Linked DNA regions of Gossypium hirsutum: region 1 is linked to region 2. The links are chromatin contacts, called in public Hi-C maps. All regions are on one chromosome and are shown on one strand. Each heading gives the region's core, a stretch centred on a gene start, on an enhancer-like site or on the middle of the called end of the contact. The rest is flanking DNA. Distances are from core to core; before and after follow the strand shown. Region 1 holds the start of LOC107912159 (zinc finger-containing ubiquitin peptidase 1). Region 2 holds the start of LOC107912226 (DNA-binding protein BIN4).

Evidence for each region. Hi-C and Micro-C count contacts between places; a contact is called where the count stands out from the background.
Region 1: a Hi-C map of hypocotyl shows a contact between it and region 2, with 3 times the contacts expected there. The contact joins the promoter of LOC107912159 here to the promoter of LOC107912226 in region 2. A contact is called at or near these places in 16 of 34 Hi-C or Micro-C datasets (anther, callus, fibers and 3 more).

The regions. Positions count from the first base shown.
Region 1 is chrD08:39,022,560-39,028,942 of Gossypium_hirsutum_v2.1, forward strand. It overlaps LOC107912159 (zinc finger-containing ubiquitin peptidase 1), which reads left to right and starts at 4,319. Exons shown (of 7, transcript XR_005917130.1): 1 at 4,319-4,470; 2 at 4,565-4,740; 3 at 4,820-5,662; 4 at 5,854-5,965. LOC107912183 (a long non-coding RNA gene) reads right to left here and starts at 3,335. Exons shown (of 4, transcript XR_001688091.2): 1 at 2,926-3,335; 2 at 1,792-1,911.
Region 2 is chrD08:38,887,149-38,893,699 of Gossypium_hirsutum_v2.1, forward strand. LOC107912226 (DNA-binding protein BIN4) reads right to left here and starts at 2,747. Exons shown (of 12, transcript XM_016840311.2): 1 at 2,371-2,747; 2 at 1,985-2,162; 3 at 1,614-1,675; 4 at 1,021-1,270; 5 at 818-876; 6 at 680-733. The coding sequence starts at 2,418.

The DNA.
Region 1 (6,383 bases), core at 3,069-5,568, 140 kb after region 2:
GTTTGTGCAGACTACCAAACCAAGATATCAAAACTATCATCATTATCACGAACACATTTATCCCCCCAAATATCTGCCTAGCTCAGTTGTTGTTTCTAAAGTATCAATTAATTCTGTCTCAATTACATAGTCCTTCCTCAAATTTGTTCCTTTTAACCTCATTATTTCTCCCTCACCATCATGGCCACTAGAAATTGGATCTGAAAAGCATGATTCCATTTGTGTTGATGAAAAATGCGAAGAAGCATAAAAGTCAAACAATGATGTCAAAGTATTTTTAATTCGTTGACATAAGACATAAGAGTTGTTAAGATCATAAGAACGGTGAACAATCCACTCAACATATCTTAACTTATGCCTAGGATCAAGAACCAAAGCAATGGACATCAACACATTCACATTCTTAACATTTGCCCAATACTTAACAAATTTCAACTTCATTTGGCGTGCCATACTCTTAAACCCACCATTCAGGTTATCAACATAACGATTAATTGAATACCCAATATCATATATTTCTTCCACAAAGGTATTACTAGTCACATACCTTGATCCAGAGAAGCTCAATGTAGTCTCATAAAAGATTTCAAGAAAAGGCAAGAAACAAGCAACTTTGTCCCAATCCTCATCATCAGGAGCACCACCAACTTTCCTAAGCACTTTTGTGTAAGAAAGGTACTTAGTTTTTATATTTTTGAATACCTTCCTAAACACCAAAGCACTTTTGTGTAAGAAAGGTACTTAGTTTTTATATTTTTGAATACCTTCCTAAACACCAAAGCACTTTTAAGCATGGAATAAGTGGAATTCCACCTAGTTTCAATGTCCAAGCAAACAAAACCTTTACATTTTATATTCTCCTCTTCAACACAATATTTAAACTTTTGAAGCCTTGCAGGGGAAGACCTCACAAATTTCGTAGCAGCATGAACTCTCATAATAGAAACATCAACATCTTTCAGCCCATCTTTAACAACCAAATTCAGAATATGTGCAGCACATCTCATATGCAAAAATTCAGCATTAAACACACTTCCATCCCATAAGTAAACAATTTGCTTCAAATACTTGATCACTAGATCATTAGAACTAGCATTATCAACTGTTATAGTCAATATTGTCTTAAGACCCCGTTCTAGTAGACACTTTTCAAGAGCCCTACCGATAAGCTCCCCAGAATGACCAGCAATTGGGCAAAAGCTAATGATCATTTTATGTAATTTCCAAGCATCATCTATGAAATGGGCAGTAAGACACATATATGACAAATTTTGACCAGATGTCCATGTATCAGTGGTAAGACATACCCTAGAAGACAAATTCTTAAAATAGTTCTTTAACATCTTCCTTTTTTTCAATAAAAAGAGCATAACAATCTCTTGTAATAGTAGCACGTGAGGGAGGAACAAAATCAGGAATGGAAATCTTGCAAAAGTAATGAAAACCTTCACGTTCAACAAAACTAAATGGCAACTCATCAATAATCACCATTTTAGCAAGTGCTTGTCTAATCTCATCTTGATCAAAACGCCATAATCTAGGAACACTAGCAGTTTCTATGGTCCCATCAGCGTTGCACTTTGTCTTAGACTCAAAATCTAAGAATGTTTGTTTTTTTATCTAAGTTGAAAAGGGCTTTCTTACACCTACTACTGTGACACCTCATTGCATTAGTTCCATTGTTAGATGAACAAGTTATCTTTCCACCACAATAAATACATTTAGCATGATTTTTATCACCATCAATTTTTTTAAAATGATCCCAAACAGTAGAAAGTTTTCTCTTTTTACCTCCATCTGTTGTAATTTCAACTACCTTCTCCCCTTTCCTTTTGTTTTTGCACTTGTTAGAGTCTCCATCACCATTTTAGCCTTTTCAGGTTCCTTAGACGAATCAGTTGAGGAAGATATCTTCTTTAAGTCATCATCATTTTCCACAATCATCGACATATTTTGAAAAAAAAAACATATACTTTCGTTAATTATGATTCGTAGAACAAAAAAAGTACACATGAGCTTTGGTTTAGTTTATTTATATTTACATGCCTTCTTCCTTATATAGAAGAAAATTAACCCTGCCATCATTGGTTAAACACATGCAAAAAGTGAACATAAAGAAAAAGTCAACATGCCAACATGTACAATGAAAGGTGAAAGCAACGAAAACCATGATAACAAATACTCTTGGTTGAAAATTTGATAAGCTAAAAATTAGATAATTAAACTACCATAACTCAATTACTTATTCTCACAGAGTTGGTGGAAAAAGCGGACTAAATAAGAACCAAGAGAACAGTTAAGATGATAATTACAGTCAAAACAATTAATTGAGAAATGAGTTTTTCATCAAAGACAGTATCGTCAGAACAATTTAAATTACAGTCAACAAATAACATCAAAAAAAGGAACATGATTTATGAACAGAAACTATCCATAGGGCATAGGCAAGAACAAAGTGCATTCAGAAAAAAGAAGTATAAAGTTGTCTTATATGATCAGACAATCTGCAGAATACAATCGATGAAAGTCTGATTGTGTAATACTAGACAAAGTTAATAGCAAATCATTTGTATCCTCATTCCCATAGGGTCACAACATGAGGTATAAAATGGAAACAATCAAGCAATAATTTAGAATCTTTAAACATAATAATAGTAAATATCAAGCTCTAGCATTTACGGTTGTTATAAAATATCCATAATTTCTAATTTTCTATCACCCAAAAGATTTGCAAAACACCATAGTGAAATAGAAAACAACAAAAGCTCAAACCGACTGACTAGTATACCAAAGAAAAAACAAACAAAAAAAAAACAAAAATAGAACAAAACAGAGAAGTTTGAGAAGAGTCAAAGAGAGAGACGGGTAGACTGAAATATTGAATAGTAGTGTGCTTAGACTGAAATATTGAATAGTAGTGCTTACTTGAGCTTTGAGACGGCGATGAGCGGTGATGGCGGGAGCGGTCAGATGGCGGGTGTCGGGTGGTCACAGATGGTCAGTCGATTGGTGGGAGTGGGGTTGACAGAGATGATTTGCATGGGAGAATTGAAAAGTGGGATAGTGATTTAGTAATTAGGGTAAAAAATTAGGAATCAATTTTAGTTTTAACTAAAAAAATACAAATAATTTAAAAAAAAAATACAAATACACATAGGTAACAGCGTTGAGTACCCATGGAATTTAGAAATTGTGGCTCGGGCTCGACTCGTGAACCCGTAAAAAATGGCGGGTCAGGTACCCGGCCTGGAAATTTTTTAAAAAATAAAAAACACTCGTTTGTTTTTTATCGGGTCAACGGGTCGAATATCTCGGGTCAGGTATTTTTGAGCACCCCTAGTTTCAATGTACTTGTTGATTTATATTAGATAGATGACTCTCTCTCTTGTATTCACCAAGCCATTATGACCGATGTTGCTAACTTATAAAGAATTATGTTTTTATCCTTCAAAAAATTATTTAGTTTATGTTTAATAAAATGAGATTTAAATTTTTGTAACATAATTATTCTATATCTATTTTATTTCAAAACATTACACCTTTTAATCTTATAAATTTTTATTCTTATTTATAAATTCTATAGATTTATGTTATTAATTAAAATTTCAATTTTTAATTGTAATTTGAATTAACTTGATAAGATAATATATTTATATTCTAAAGAATTTAAAAAACGTGATTATTTAAACTTGACTTATATGGAGCGATAGTTTAAATTTTTGTCGGATACTCGTTTGACACGAATTTAAATTATGTGACCTCTAATCCCAAAAGCACAATTATTTAAAGTGATAAATATAATATATAACTTGAATTTTTTATTTAACTAAATTGATTCCGACATTATTTATCTTTACATGGATTTCAAATATGCATATATTTTTCTCAACGCCTTACTACTAAATTATTTATATTTTTTCTGACGAGTTTTTAAAATTTAATTTGTTGATTATTATGCTTTAACTATTAAATAATACAATTAACTCATATTATAAAAATAGATTATGTTTCATCAGAACCAAAAAATAATCTTTGATTCAAATGCCGAATTCCAATCCCACCGATTGCTGGTTCAGCGAAGACCTCATCAAATTGGGAGAAGTTACTTCCAAATGGAACTGTTCCTATCATGGAATTTAAAGGCAAAATGGATGGAGGATCATTTTTATAATTGCTATAATACTTTAATAGTTTTTTCTACTGATCATCCGAATCAGTGAACCCACTAAAAAGACGTCAAGAAAAGCTTTGAGGACTAAAATGAAAAGGATGGTATATCTTAGGGACTAAAGCGGACATTAATCCAAATCTCTTTCCCAGCCCTCATTCCAATTTTGAATTTTCCGTGTTTCCCCATCTTTCCCCAACTCAAATCATCACAACACCAAAAGCGCAACGTAGGAGGCAAATCGTCGGCGTCATTCTGATCACCTCTCACCTCCGCCCCCACCTCTCATTCTACCTTTTGAGGTTAGCGTCTCGATTCCCATAACCGCATCTTCTTTCATCATAGGGTCCGGTACCCAGTTTATTCGTTTCTTATTTTATTGCTATTATTCATCAGAAAACTTTCGATGACCGGAAGATTCAGATTTTCAACGAAACTTTAGAAAGAAATAAGTTACAAAAAAGACAATCCTTTGAAACTCTTCAGCATTGAAGACGTAGTGAAGTCTGATCTATGGAATCTTCCGTTTGTCCCTTTTGTCACCTTAGCGTTCCCTCCTCAGAACTCCAATGGTGTGCTCTTTTTTGGACTTTTTTTCTAGTTCTATTTCTGATTTAGGATCAAAGTAATGGTAGTAAAAATTTGATACAGGCACGCCAACAGTCACTTCGAGGATGAGGATAAGGAAGCTAATGACATGGAATTGGGTAATCAAATTCAAATTGCCTCTTCTTCAGGCTCCACTGACGTGGTTAGCATTTCTTCTTTGATTGGTTTACAAACAAGGAGCAATTTTTATCACGTCAAGGATGGTTTGATTTCCTTGCTGAGAAATTGTTTAGAACTAGAAGCTCGACACAACTCATCCGTAACCATATTGTCTGGCTACGTGGATCACTTCCAAAGTCTTCCGTCCGTCGATGTTGGTTGGGGTTGTGGATGGCGTAACATTCAAATGCTAAGCTCTCATTTGCTTGCTCACAGGAAGGAAGCTAGAAAAGTCCTGTTTGGTGAGTCAGGTTTTGTTCCTGATATCGCTTTCCTCCAGCGTTGGCTTGAGATTGCTTGGGAAAGTGGATTTGATCCACCTGGTGCCCAACATTTTAACTGCAAAATATATGGTACCAATCACAGGATTGGGACTACTGAATGTGCTTCTCTTTTTCGTTCATTTAGTCTTCGTGCTAGGGTGGTTGATTTTGGTCCTAAGGAATCTGAACTGTTCTATCTTTCTGTTCCTGGTTCTACTCTTGGACAACCAGTTAAGCAAAGGAATGCAGTTCGAGTTTCTGGACCTATGGATAAATATGTTCATCGCCAGCAGGGTTTGATTAAGGGAAGGCATTTTTGTCACTCTTTGCATAATGGGAAGAGTGATAATTCTAAAGGGAAAAGTGAAGGACCTCAGGTTCTGATTGATTGGGTGTGGAATTACTTTTCAGATAAAGGGTTAACCATTTCTGGCTCCAGTCAGGTTGTAGTGAGTGATAGAGCGTAAGTAACCATCAACATTGCTAGCTATACCTATATTTATTTATTTGACGTTCATTTTTATTCTGAGGTGTGCATCAAAGGCATCTCATTGTGTTTCTATCCATATTTTGTCATAATTTTATTATGATACAGAAAGGTATGTTTCTTATTACATTCAATGATTCTGTCTTTACCTTAGCTTTTATGGGTAGGCCTTTATACTTCCAACACGATGGACATTCAAGAACAATCATTGGGATTCAGGTTAAACATCAAAAGAATGGGACAAATCAGTTCAATCTCTTGATTTTGGACCCTTCTGATGTGAGTACTACTCATGTAATTCCTTTTGTGGTCACTTGATGTGCTTAAAAGCTTGTAGACCTTGATAAATGATACCATTACTGAATATTTTACTGATTTAGTGCTTATGCATCATGATATTGTTACTTCATAAAAGTTTTGATGATAATTGTTCTCACTCTGTCTATCTTCAATTATTTGCTCGTGTATGTTTTTTAATAGTCTGGTTTGTATGCACATTCAGAGTTCCAGAGATAAAGTTTGCCAACGTTTCTGTCTGATTATTTTTCCCTTGTAGCTGTAGACTTCAAGCATGATCCACATGCTGATCAGATTTATTCTGTAATATGGGAGTTGAAATTTGGGAAATATGTAATCAGAAATAGTTCTTTTACCTGTGATTGATAAAATTGGCACTTGCAAGGGTGTCACTAACCTT
Region 2 (6,551 bases), core at 1,497-3,996:
CGTGATCACATAGAATTTATTAAGTCCAGAGGATCTAAGATCTCCTTAACACAAATATATTTTGTTTATTGGAGGCTTTCCATTTTAGCATACAATTATATAAATAAAAAATCAAACCAAACCTAAAGGAATTTAGAGTAAGTTTGGATGGGCGGTGCGTTTATTTGTAGTTCGTGTAAAAACAGCAATGGCAGTGAAATTAGATACCGTAGCGTGAGACAAAAAGTAAGCAAAACGCACCGTACCGCACCCAATCGCCCATCCACACCCACCCTTAGATTTTGAATTAAAATAAAGCATGAAGCTAAACCTAAATCCTTAAAAGTCCACAAGTAGAGAGACCAAATGTAACAGGATTTTCCCTTCTTCTTTTTTCTATTTTTGAAGAAACCAAATATACAAGTTAAGATTGGTTTCTAGGTTCTCTCAGGTTGTTTGTAGAGCTTTAGTGACTAAGAAAGTAACTAAATTAATAATCTTAGATTATTTCTGATTATAATCCTAGGAGCAATCACATCTTCCTTAATGATTTCCTGCACAATATAAAGGTTGAACTTCACAACAATTACAAGCAACTAAATGCAGTTCATCACCAATATAACCCTTTTTGAAACTCACAGCCTAGTCTCTAGTGAACTTGGTTGCAAATAAGCTATAACTATGACAAAATGTATCCTACCTTTGAGCGGTGAACTTTCTCAGACAGCACCAAAGGCAACCTTGAGGTAGAAACCTACATATCGTAAAATTTGAATAATTAAGTGACGAGGCCCAGATGACAAAAAGGAAATAACATAGTTTCTACCAATGGTCTTACATGAGGTTCAATGTGCTTTTCAAATGCCTCCTCGGCAGTTTCCACATTAACATCATTTTCTGTTAACATAACCCAACATTGCATGAAATAAATTAGGTAGCTTTATCACATAGTATCCTTTGCATCAGCTATTGAATGTTTTAAGCTAGCCAAACCCAATAAACGTTAAAATCAAACTTTACATTACAAATTCAGTATCATACCTGTTATCTTCGCATCATCTTTCACATTCTTCTCCTTTTTGGGAGTCTGACCCCTTGCTTTTACCCCCTTCTTTGGAGATTTTCCTTTAGAAGTCTTCTTTAGTGGAGACCTGTTGGCCCTGCCAGTCAGAACTGGATCACTTGCCTCTCCACTCTCTTGAGATAGAGACACTTTCTCCTTCCTTTGAGGAGAATGGCCAGGAAAAGACTCAGAATCGGATGATAACGTCCAAATCAAATGATTTGCTGCCTGTTCAACATCTAACCACTTTCATCAGCATCAATATTAACGGTGGTCCTCCAATCTAATCAGATTCATACCACGTTGGATATCTTTCTGTAGTAAATGTCTCAAACATATGAAGTAAAATTTACATTAAACTTTTATCATACTGTTAAATAAATGAAAATGGTTTTGTTCTACGATGAAATGATTCTTTCCAAAGCAAAATGTCTTTATTTTCATAAATTCCAAAACGATGTCTAAAATCAATTTTTTAAGTTTGATGACATTTTTGATGAACCATGAAATGCAATAATAAAGGAGAACCCTGATTTAAGCAATCCCAAGGCAATATAATGTGATACCGTACATGAGATCCCAAGTGATTCTCAGACATTTCTTCCGTAGCAACCTTTCCATCCTCCTCACTCCCTGCATCATTGCTAAAAGTTCATATTGCACAAGTTGTAAATAACGAGGTCAAAATCAAAGAAAGGGTTCAGAAATCAGAAGCTGAAATATTATATACTTTGAACAATTCATTAAAGCATCATTTCAGTTATTTGGAAACAACCCTTGCGTCAGTTCCTAACTATCATAGGAGAATTACTCCTTTTCTACCTTCAGAGTCCTTCTGAAATATTATATACTTTTAACAATTCATTAAAGCATCATTTCAGTTATTTGGAAACAACCCTTGCGTCAGTTCCTAACTATCAAGGAGAATTACTCCTTTTCAACCTTCAGAGTCCTTGAAGGCGTCGTTTTTCTTCTTTCCAGAAGGCTTTTGCTTTACTTTATCGTGGTTTCTCTTTTCCAATGTATCTTCTTCATCAGCATCAGTTTTATCAACCCTACGCGGGCTACCATTTGGCGAAGAATTGGAATCCGAAGATAATGTCAGCGTAGAAGTTGGTGCCTAAAAACAAAGCAAATTCTCGCAAACCAGTAAGAAAACAATGTAAAGGTGCAAGAGCTGGCTAACTGCTATACGGTTAAAAAAAGAAAAGAGAACAATCTGATTAAACCTCAAACTTTAGCCATGAAAATAATGGGGAAAAAGCATGGTGCAGAGTGTCAAACAAATAAAAACATTTTAGAAGCTAAAGAAAGCAGCGTAAATATACCTGAAAAGAGCGCAGCCAGTCTGGAGAATTTTCCCTGGAGTTGTTCATTCCGCACCAATTATTCTTCCCTGATATTAGATTATACAAATTTATAACTCAGCAGCAAGTATAAGCTGCGAAAACACAAAACAAAATCCAAAGAAAATGTTATCAGAGAAACCCTAAAAGCCTAATGTATGCACTGGGTAGCAGAACCAAACAAATTAAGAGTAATGCAACGGTGCCGGGTGTAGAATAGATCAAAGAGAAGAAAAAAAAACAGAAGAAGAAAGGAAAATGGAAAGTGATGAGTAGCAGAGAAAAAGAAACGGTTGAAATGAAAATGGAAGAAGAGAGACAGAAGGAACAAGAGAAACGGAAGGGGGCATATGGAGTTCTAGGCCCAATACCCTACAGACATGGATTCGATTTGAGGATTGAAACAGAGTTTTTGAGTTAGGGCTTTATTTACACTGGGCATTATTGGGCTCGGTGGAGGAGAGTTTGGGGCGAGGGAATTTGACCAGTTACATGATATTCAATCTTGGTGAAACTTTTTTTCTTTTTGTTTACCAGATAAATACATTGACATAATAATATGCCAATCAATAGTGCTATATCGGACTTGCTTCTCAACATACACAAACTTCCATTGTTTTCACTCAAAATCCTACTTTGGAGGCTCTTCTTGTCCATTTGCTTTTTCCTCAACACTCTAAAGTTGCTGCTCCCTTTTACTAACCAACTTTACGTCTATCAATCCGATTAATATGTTAAACTACAATATGCATGTAGTTTTGAAAATTGAAGTTTGAGAAAAAAATAAGAAAATCATATTTTTCTTATTTTTATTATTTTTATTTTTAAAAAATTTGATCTTTTTCATTATTTTTTAGTTCATTTTTATCTTTGATTTTTTATATATACTTTTTCTTTTTTTTAAAAAAAAGTAATATTTTTTTGAATTTCTATGGATTTTTAATAAATATTAATTTGTTTCCTTTAATTTTTCAATGTGATTGAATCGTATGGTTAAATTAGAATCAGAGGTCTTATTCGATCAATTTAACATCCAGTCTAGTTTTTACAACATTGATGTTAGCTTATATGCGAAATAAGCCATCATTGTATAAATGATCTAAGCTTTTTATTTTGAATATATAGACTTCTTTAATGGTTACATATTAGTTTATTTTAGACATTAGGTTTACAAAGTTGTTTAAGAGAAATATTGTAATTGATAGGTGTAATTAGGTGTATACAATCATAGTCCTTTTACGCTTATTTTAGTTCACTTTTGAGTAAAATCAAGTCGTTTTAGGATTAAATTGTGTTTTAGGTCATTTCTAGGTATGTTTGTTTTTTGTGTCATTTTTAGCATTTTGATCTTATTCTAGACTTTTGTTAATAGATTATGCTTAAAGGTGCACTTGTGAATGTGTAGGTGTGTAGAATGCTAAAGTGCACAACGATTTGAAGGTTCTTGAATAGAGAGTCATGCCACGATGTAAGGGATTGAGATAGCATAAGGTCAATAAGGCTGGAGATCGCAATGTTGATTGATTAAAGGTCACGACCTAACTCACTACTTGGTAATATCTTATAGCTTGGGTTCGATGACAGGATCGGATTATGAGTGTTACATTTAGTGGTATCAGAGCTACGGTTTAGTGGATTCTAAGACTGAAACATAGCACGTATGAGTCTAGAAATACATGTCACTTATAAAGGATGATTATGTGATACCTTCAGATCCAATTTGATTTTGGTTTTTCATATAGATAAAAGATTTTGGCTGAGTTTAATCATGCTGCACCTAATAAAGTAGATAGTAATGTTCCAAATCCCAAGCAATGAGCTTCTTAAGGTGCACCCTCGACTCAAAGGCATGGAAGTGAGGCGCGTGGTGCCTTCTTTCAAATGATGAATGAGTGGTATTCGGATTTCCTGTGAACTCACCCAGTGGATCTGCAACCTCCACCCCCTACTGTGCCACTCTCAACACCCTCCCGTCCTCAAGGTTTAAATTGGTAAATGTTCACAGACCCTCAATCGATAAAATCTAAAAATGTGGAGCTAAGAAATTCTAAGGGAAATGATATGATGATCCAGCTAAAACTGAGTATTGATTTGAAAACACACAATGAGTTTCCGATGAGATGATCTATTTCCCAAATGACTATTTGAGGTGTGTCGTCTCGTTATTGAAAGATGAGGCATATCAATGGTGGACTACACTGATCATAATGGTTCTAAAAAAAAGGAAACTGAGATTTTTTCCAAACTAAATTTCGAAAGAAATATATTAGTTCGTGGTATTTGGAAAAGAAGAAGAGATAGTTTCTCGAGTTAAAACAAAGAAACAACTCAATCGCTAAGTATGAGAGAGAATTTGTTCGACAGTACATATACTCGATAAATAGTTCCCACAAAAGCTTAAATTTACACTCACTTTGATTGGGGTTTGAATGAAGAAATTCAAATGTTGGTTGGAGCTCTTGAAACTAAGGAATTTGTTACTTTGGATGATAGAGCAGAGAAAATAGAAGCTATATGCAACGTAAAGAAGCAAGTTGAAATGAAACATTGAGATTCAGGCAAGCTGAGTACGTCTAGATCTTTTCTCATTCTACCGAAAAAGTCTAAAGTTGTTCCAAATAGGTTCATGCCTCCTTCTAGATATGCAGAGATAGATCGATCACGATATAATAATTCGAGACCTCAGACTACATCTGTCACCAATGTAGGTAGTATCTGGAATGTGGATAAGCCCGTATGTGAACATTGCGGTAAAAACCATTTTGGTGAATGTGGATTGAAGAGTGGGTTTTATTTTTTATATGGTTTAACGAAGCATTATCTGAGGGATTGCCCACATAAGATTGAAATTAGTTTAGAACAAGTTACCAAACCAACGACCATTTCACAAAGAGGCAGGAAATAGGGACATAGAAATAATGTGGGAGCTAGTCGCAGCACAACACACAAGGTGACTACAAGATCAAAAGGTCACGCGCCAGCCCAAGCTTACGCGATTCGGGCCAGAGAAGAGGTTGCTGCTCATGATGTGATTATTGGTACAATTTCCCTTTTTGATGCTACTGTTTGTGCTTTAACCGATCCTAGATCAACGTATTCGTATATATGCATTGCATTAATAATTAAGAAAAATATGCCAGTAAAGTTGACTGAGTTTGATACTAGAGTATCAAACCCTTTAAGTCAGTGCATAGTAGTTAATAAGATATGTGAAAGTGTCTACTGAAAATACGGGGTTATGAATTTCTTGCTGATTTAATGTTATTATCCTTTGACGAGTTTGATGTCATCCTTGGTATGAATTAGTTGACCGTACATAATGTCATTGTTAACTGTAAACAGAAGTGGATTGTGTTGAAATGTCAAAACGACGAATTTATTAATGTTGAACTCGATCGGTTGGATTGTTTTACCAATATTATAATAACTTTGATAGCTTAAAAGGTGTTCAGAACAGGATGTGAAGCATATTTAGCTTATGTACTCGACACGAGAGTGGTAAGAACAAAAATTGAGCAAGTCTCGACTGTGGAGAATTTGTAGATATATTCCCTAAATAATTACCAGGGTTAACACCAAAAAGAGAAGTGGAATTTGTAATTGAATTAATCCCTGGAACTACTCTAATTTCAATTGTTCAGTACAGAATGACTTCGACAGAATTGAAAGAGTTGAAAGCTTAGTTGCAAGAACTGATTAATTACAGATTCATCAGACCAGGCATATCACCGTGGGGTGCACTGGTTTTGTTTGTTAAAAAGAAGGATGGAACATTGTGATTGTGCATTGATTATCGATAGTTGAACAAGGTCACCATAAATAACAAATACCCTTTGCCGCACATTGATGACCTATTTGATTAGTTGAAATGAGCCATTGTATTCTCGAAAATTGATCTTCGATCAGGATATTATCAATTGCGAGTCAAGGAATAAGATGTATCAGATTTTTTTTTCAAACCTAATATGGACACTATGAATTCCTAGTAATGGCGTTTAGTTTGACCAACGCCTTTGTTGCGTTTATGGATCTAATGAAAAGGGTATTTCAACCATTCTTAGATCAATTTGTAGTAGTGTTCATTGATGATATTTTGATTTATTCGAAGAATGAAGTTGAGCATGCCCAACACCTGCGAACTGTGTTGGAAAAATTACAAGAAA